2 separate regions of the Sus scrofa genome follow, and region 1 is linked to region 2. A link is a contact called in public HiChIP or PLAC-seq data. All regions are on one chromosome and are shown on one strand. Each heading gives the region's core, a stretch centred on a gene start, on an enhancer-like site or on the middle of the called end of the contact. The rest is flanking DNA. Distances are from core to core; before and after follow the strand shown. Region 1 has its middle 230 kb from the start of RBMS1. Region 2 has its middle 140 kb from the start of RBMS1.

What was found. HiChIP or PLAC-seq counts read pairs in DNA pulled down with a chosen protein or histone mark.
Region 1: an H3K27ac HiChIP or PLAC-seq map of skeletal muscle shows a contact between it and region 2, with 3 times the contacts expected there. The contact joins two enhancer-like sites. A contact is called at or near these places in 3 of 47 Hi-C or Micro-C datasets (embryonic fibroblasts and skeletal muscle) and 1 of 2 datasets of contacts at active chromatin or transcription factors (skeletal muscle).

What each region holds. Positions count from the first base shown.
Region 1 is chr15:67,638,598-67,642,042 of Sscrofa11.1, reverse strand. No RefSeq gene overlaps it. Among named protein-coding and RNA genes, the nearest start is that of RBMS1, 230 kb to the right of the region's middle. Within about 2 kb of position 2,017, at least 14 of the 83 cell types and tissues checked have an H3K27ac peak or open chromatin away from gene starts, as enhancers often do. A contact at or near this core is called in skeletal muscle, where this site is marked.
Region 2 is chr15:67,543,480-67,546,916 of Sscrofa11.1, reverse strand. No RefSeq gene overlaps it. Among named protein-coding and RNA genes, the nearest start is that of RBMS1, 140 kb to the right of the region's middle. Within about 2 kb of position 2,021, at least 43 of the 83 cell types and tissues checked have an H3K27ac peak or open chromatin away from gene starts, as enhancers often do. A contact at or near this core is called in skeletal muscle, where this site is marked.

The sequences.
Region 1 (3,445 bases), core at 768-3,267, 95 kb before region 2:
CCGTTAAAACATATTGGCATATGTAATATTTATTACCTGTGTGATTATGTGTCAGAAGGAGATGATGGCTTTTACAGAAGGGGCATGGTGACAGTGAAGGAGAATGCCCTAATCCTCTTTACAAGTATATTTTTGGTCCATAAAATGCTGTATATATTTTTGCTAATGTAAAGCAACATGAAACATTCCTTGTTTTCAATCATTTCAGAACACTCCTTTTTCCCATTTATCTTGTGTTTTGAAGCTCTTTTTGTGGACAATCTTTATTATTACTTTATTATCTTTGTTAAGTCCTTTGACCTTTTTGCCAGCATGCTCATGCCGGATTAAATGCTTCTTGCTGCCCTTACAAAAAGACATTTCAATTGACAGTATTTTTAATTTGTTAAATTTGGATTGCACTCTAATTTATTTCCTATATATCTTCATCTATCAGTGTAATCACTAACAAGAAGTAAGGAAGTCTAAAAGTATCTTTCTGATTAGTGCTGGAGTTGATTCTGCCTATACAACACATGTTTCTAAATCCTTAACTTTCAATTTAAGATATTTTTCTCTTCAAGTTGCTTTCACTTGGTAGGCTGGTGGTGGTCAGAAGATGAGAGAAAGCCAACTAAAATTTAAAAAAGCAAAGATAACTGAAGAAAGAAAATACAATGTATCTTTTAGTTATCTGGAAAAACAAGATCAAAAACTGAAAACATCATTTGTCTTTTTTGTTTGTTTTAAAAATTTGGTGTAGCACCCAAAGTCTAGCACTATTTTTGATACGACAGTATTACAATGCATGTAGAATGCACTTAGCTCAGAAGCACTTCTAATACAATAGATCCCAAATGCTTTCTTTTAAAATTCAGGCCAGGTTTTCTGAAATGGAAATGCACATGCAACTCATTTGTAGCATTGAACATACATCTTACAGTACATTCTGGCATTAAATTGAAACCTGAACGATGAGAAGTCATTTGTGTGGGCAGGAAGCCAAATCGTTCCTGGAGTTCTACACGCAGGCAATAATTTACAGCGACAGGTAGAAAACATGTTATGTGCTCTTGGTACAATGATGCTGAAGAGCTTGGCAATGACTCATAACTCAGCTATCATTTAAAATGCTCAAAAATATGGGAAAATGAATGGAAATTTGCTCTTGTTTAAATTCAAAGGCAAAGAAGTCTTTGGGATCTGACAAAGTGAATCATGGAACAGAATTCAAAGTGGTAGATAGATAGATAGATAGATAGATAGATAGATAGATAGATAGAGAGAGAGAGAGAGAGAGAGATAGATAGATAGATAGATAGATAGATAACACAATGTTTTGAGCTTCACGTCTTTCTTATCTCTATTACCATGAGAGATCTGAAAGAAGAATTAATGACATCTGTTTTTTCTATTCATTTTCTCATTGATTTAAGATAAATCAAATGACTTTTTACCCTTTTCAGTGTTTATCACTCTGGTTGGCTCCACTAGTTTCCATTATCTCCTCCTTATTTCCCATGGAATGGTCAATTATGAACAGAAGGAGTACAAGCCACGTCCCTTGAAATTAGTTAGACCTATGTTTTCTGAGCCAGCCGGTGGGAGCAAGACAGACAGATTGAATAAAGGAACAACCTCAGCCTATGTCTCTCCCTCTGCCAGAACAGTCAGAATTCCAAAGGCAATCCCCACACCAGGATCACTGTAGATTTATGGTGAATGCCACTTTCCCAGGGCCAAACTACTGGATTTTCCTGTATAAGCTTTAATCATCGATGTTCTTTTTTCTTGAACCCTGCTCAGAAAATCTCTATCCAGGTAATCATTTTTTGAAGAAAAAAGGATTTCATCCCTTGTTCTCATTAACCAACGGGAACTGAGCAAGAGGAGGCACTGGGCACGTCTAGAATGGCTGTGTCAAACAGTGGCTTCAAATCTGACAGCTGTTTCCCATCTAGGCACATTGCTAGGGTGCTGCCACTATTCCCAAGTAACTCCTGCACACGTCAAACAGTCATCCTGCTGTGGTTTGGGTTCCAGTGTGCACTGCAAAGTGAAATCAGGCACATTCCATCTTGTTGACACAACGTGCCTCAGCTGCTGGCGTGGAGAGCTGTTTCTTCCTGAAGCTGGGTTCAGAAATGTCTGAAGTTCAGGGACAGAGGATCTGGTCATTATTTTTTTGGCAGTGCTCACATCAGCTCTCATGCGATGGGAGGAAAATTTAAATCTACAATTCTGAAGAGTCTCAAGCAACAACATTACAAGTTTCAACAGGTGGTACTGTTCAAATATGCACACAAAGTGCATCCTTTGTCATTAAAACCTAACCTGTAATCTCTCTGGAGTAAAACAGGGTATTGTTTTTAAAATCCTGGCGTGGATCAGACACTAGGACAGACAAAGAGGGCTTTTGTCTGGTCAGGTATGGGAGGGTCGTTGAATAAATTTGATAAACAGTGACTTGTGAATAAGTAAAAACATGAACCACAGATGTTACTCAGCTTTCATTGCCGGTTGGGTTTAACTGTCCTCTACAAGGTGTCAGTGAACGTGAAGATGGAAAAGAAAAAATTATTTTCATCATCTGAAGAGCATGAAAATCACAGAACCACATTTCTGCTTCACAGTTCTTCCAGTGCCCAGACTGTTTCTAGGTACAGAGCAAGCTCTTGGATATTCAGTGAGGGAATTAATGAAGCACAGAGTGACTCCTTCGGTACCAGATTCATATCTCTTAGATACTGAGTACTTTAGTAACATGCTTTAATTTTATGAAAATTATGCATGCCCTTAGTTCATTCACAAATGTTTACAGTATACCAGGAAATAATATCCAGTGACCTCCTTGACTTTATCTACCAAAAGAAGTATTTCATATTGTGTCAGAAACTGATCTCAAAAGCCAGAACTCCATTTATTATTGTCTATTTTATGTTGCCAAGTAGGTAAAAAGTGAGATTGATGCCATTTACAACAGTGTTTTCAGTATATTTACTTTAAAATGCTATCGAAACTTTGTTTTTGCACTAACATAATAATATATTCCTCTTCCATTCTTTCTTTCTCTAATTCTATAATTTCAGTTTATGTTTTTCTCACTTTTCTGTTAACAGTCATTTTACTCATATTATTGATACATTTCCAGGAAATATTAAAAAAAAATTGTTGTTACACAGTAAGACAATTAAGGCAGTAGTCACCTCCTACTTTTCAGATTGGTATTCCTTGCTAATTCACTTTGTAAGATCACTCCACCTTCACTTTCCAGAGAACTAAATCAATTAGCTTGATTTGAAACCTACATAGTAACAAAACTCATCAACTGGGAATGTAAGGGGAAGGAAGTGGAGAAAAGGCAAATGCCTCTTTGTAAACTGAGACACATATGTAGCTTTTACTTCCATCTGCCCTCTGCTTCATCTGACACCAAAGAGCCACCAAGAAACCCAAGGACAAAATG
Region 2 (3,437 bases), core at 772-3,271:
AAGGCTCTAGTCAGTGATTATTTCTATCAAAGTTCAATTCTTGTTAATTATATTTCATTCATATTGTGTATTTCAAGTTTGAAATACATACATTTTTTGACTCATACACCTTTTTTTTTGACTCATACAGCTTTGCTCCTAGATGCTATTGATTAATTTTTATAGCAATCAAACTTTTCAAAAATGTAAAACATGCTTTCTTCATCGTGTACAGCAAACTATCTTTCTCATTTTACATTGCTGAACAAATTGAAAATATCTTGCAACTACTTGGATTATTAATTTCAAAATAGAAAATATTTTATTAGTATTTCTACAGGGAATTTATAACTGTAATTTTACAAGCTACACACCCAACAGATGGACTACTTTTTTTTTTTTTTAATATGTAGAAGCAGAGAATGATGTTGGGGGAAAAAGAGAAAAGTCACAGTAAAGGAAAAAATTGGTAAATTGTTTCACTAGAAAATACTCATCTAAAAAAAATGACAATGAACTGGTTAGAACTTAAAATTGTTCCCAGTGCCTTTCATTTGTTACAATGGACGGGAAGGTCACTCCCATCAAAGCCATCTTCCTGATGACAACTCAGAATGAGAATGTTTTGAACTACTAAGTTGTCGTTGACTTTTGCCTTCTGCCTTAATATTTGGGTACCACACACAGAAAAAAAATACAAAAGAATTTCTACTCAACATTCTCCCAAGTCAAGGCTATCTTTCCAGTGGGAATTATTTCAAATTTTGTCAAGCAATGTTTTAAATTATAATACTTTTTATTATTTATAATACCATGACCCACATGGTTCACGTCCCAGAGCAGTGTTGTGGCTAAAAATACACAATCCTTGCAATTCAATTTAGTTTCAATTTTAAAATAAATCAAGTTCTTTTCTTATATATCCTGAACTTTGATGAGGATACTACAGTCCCAGCAATTCTTAAAACTTTCTTTTTTTTCTCCCTTCCTATCTGTTACCATCACATAGATGACCTATTATCCCTAGATCCTTCCCCTCAAATCCTCTGAAAAAAATAATTCCTTCTCTACCTCCAGCCTATATGACTTGTTTAAAAGCTATTTTTGATTTATCTTCCCTCTGCTAGTCCTTCATTATATAAATTGACATTATGCATAAAACTGACACTAAATTGTCCCACATCTTCCCACTGTTCCCACCTCTCTCTCTCTCTCTGCTTGTTCTCCTAGTCTCTCTCCAAAGCCAAGAGAACTGGTAAGACACTTTTGAGGGGGAAAAAAATGACTGAGCAAAGCTGAAAAAACTCTTTTGCAGACAGGTTGTTAGTACAAGAGAGAAACTAAAAATCTTCAAACACCAGTAATTTTTAGTCTGTTACATTCTAATAGCTACACAATTCACTGCACTTTTAATAAAAATATAAAGCTGCTCAAGATGTCTCTAAACTTAAAATCCCTGCAGCCCTCCCTTCATCCAGACTCCAATTTTTAAATAACATCTGGAGTAAAACCTAATATACTGAAGATCCTCTCCACTACTTTCTGAGTACCTCCTGGAGCTTAAAACCTAGAAGAAAAGACGATCAGTGCAACTGGTTTTGTTTTACGCATTTCTGCCTTGGCAGGCCTCCCTGATCTGGATTGAAATTTTGGCCCTAAGCACCATGAAATTCCCGCCCATGATGCGCGTCCCAAGAAACATCTGGGGTCTTTGCGCAAGAGCCTCTAAATCTTCATTTCCCCGTGCGGCGCACACACACAGGCTGCTGCCCACTATGATTTAATCAGATGCCGTTAGAAAAACAGGCACTTAGAATTCTAACATACTGGAACCAGTCATGGTGTTTTGAAAGTCACAGCAGGACTACACTTCGACCCTAGAACAGCACTCGGTCCAGAGTTTTTTGTCTCTTCTCACAGCTCCTCGCTTTTGTACAAAGTAAACTCTTCTTCCTTCCTTCGGTCAAAAGGACGTAGGTTGAGCCATAGGCATGAAAGCGCAGTGTTCTTTTCTCATGAATCAATGAGTGACTTGGTTCCCTATTAGGTCACCACAGAACACAGACTGTAACAGGAACACATACAAGCTCTAAGAGGGGAGGGGAGGGACGCTGTTCTGGAATATCGTTGCCAGAGTAACATAAACCTGGTGTGTTTTCACAAGGAAATGAGTCACTTGTTTCTGTTGGCTAAAACTCTGTTTTCTTTAATTTCATATTTTAGCTGTCTAATGTATGCTGAAAGAGCCCAGGGTTTCCAGTCTTCAGATGAAGATAACTTGTTAATTAAAAGCTCAACAGAGGGTTTGCATGGTAATTAAACGGAACGGGATAAAAGGAACACTCAAGCAACCAGGAGCTCCTAGCAAAGGCAAGGGTGAGAACACTCAAGCCTTAAAGGTTCTGAGCAAGAGAGAGAGGGAGGGAGACCTGAGGGTGGGGCCAGGGCCGGCTCAGCGCATTGAGATAGTTCAAAAGAATACAACAGCTAGAAAGAAAACATAACTGAATCCAATTTGCTTATATATATATATACACACACACACACACAGAGAGAGAGAGAGAGAGAGAGAATATTCAAAGTCAGGATGTGTTCGTTTTGAATTATTTAAGTATTTATTTTAATGTTTTTCTTTCTTTGGGATGGTTTAGCGTTAGAAAGTATTAGAGCAGGAGTTACAGATGCAAATATCTGCATGGCTCAGGGTGGCTCTGGGTAACAAGGAGGCAGAGGAACGTAATAATCTAGCAAACAAATGTCAGCAAACACAATATGTGAGAGCCAGATTTGACCTGTGGGGCTCTAGATTGGGCCCTCCATTCTAGAGTGCCAAGGAACACATTACTCTTTCCTTGTATTGGAAGACTGGCTTTCTTTTTAAATGTATGTGCTGATAAAAATGTCAATGTCCATTCAAACTTTCTATTACCACAACTGCATATATTAAACATCTACTACTCGCTTTTAGGACTCGTGCAGTGCCTCTTCGGGTTCCCAAAATGTATGGCCGTTTGGTAGTATTCTGGCTTTTTTCTTTTTTTGTCTTTTTAGGGCCGCACCCACCATATGAAATTTCCCAGGTTAGGGGTCAAACTGTAGCCACCAGCCTACACCACAGTCACAGCAATGCTGGATTGGAGCCATGTCTGCAACCTACACCACAGCTCAGGGCAACGCCGGATCGCCTACCCACTGAGTGAGTCCAGGGATCCGACTAGTATCCACGAAGATTCGGTTTGATTCAAGACCAGGGATCGAACCCGCATCCTCGTGGATACTAGTCAGATTCGTCTCCATTGCACCACAACAGGAACTCCCCTCTCCCTGCACCTTTTAAAGCAAGGAGCCAGTACCTCATCTCTGACGCATTGGAGCCTCTTCCCTCTCAACCCTAGAATCCCATCCACAAATGCCCACTTTACTGGAACTGTTGACCCGCTAGGCACCATGTCTAATGG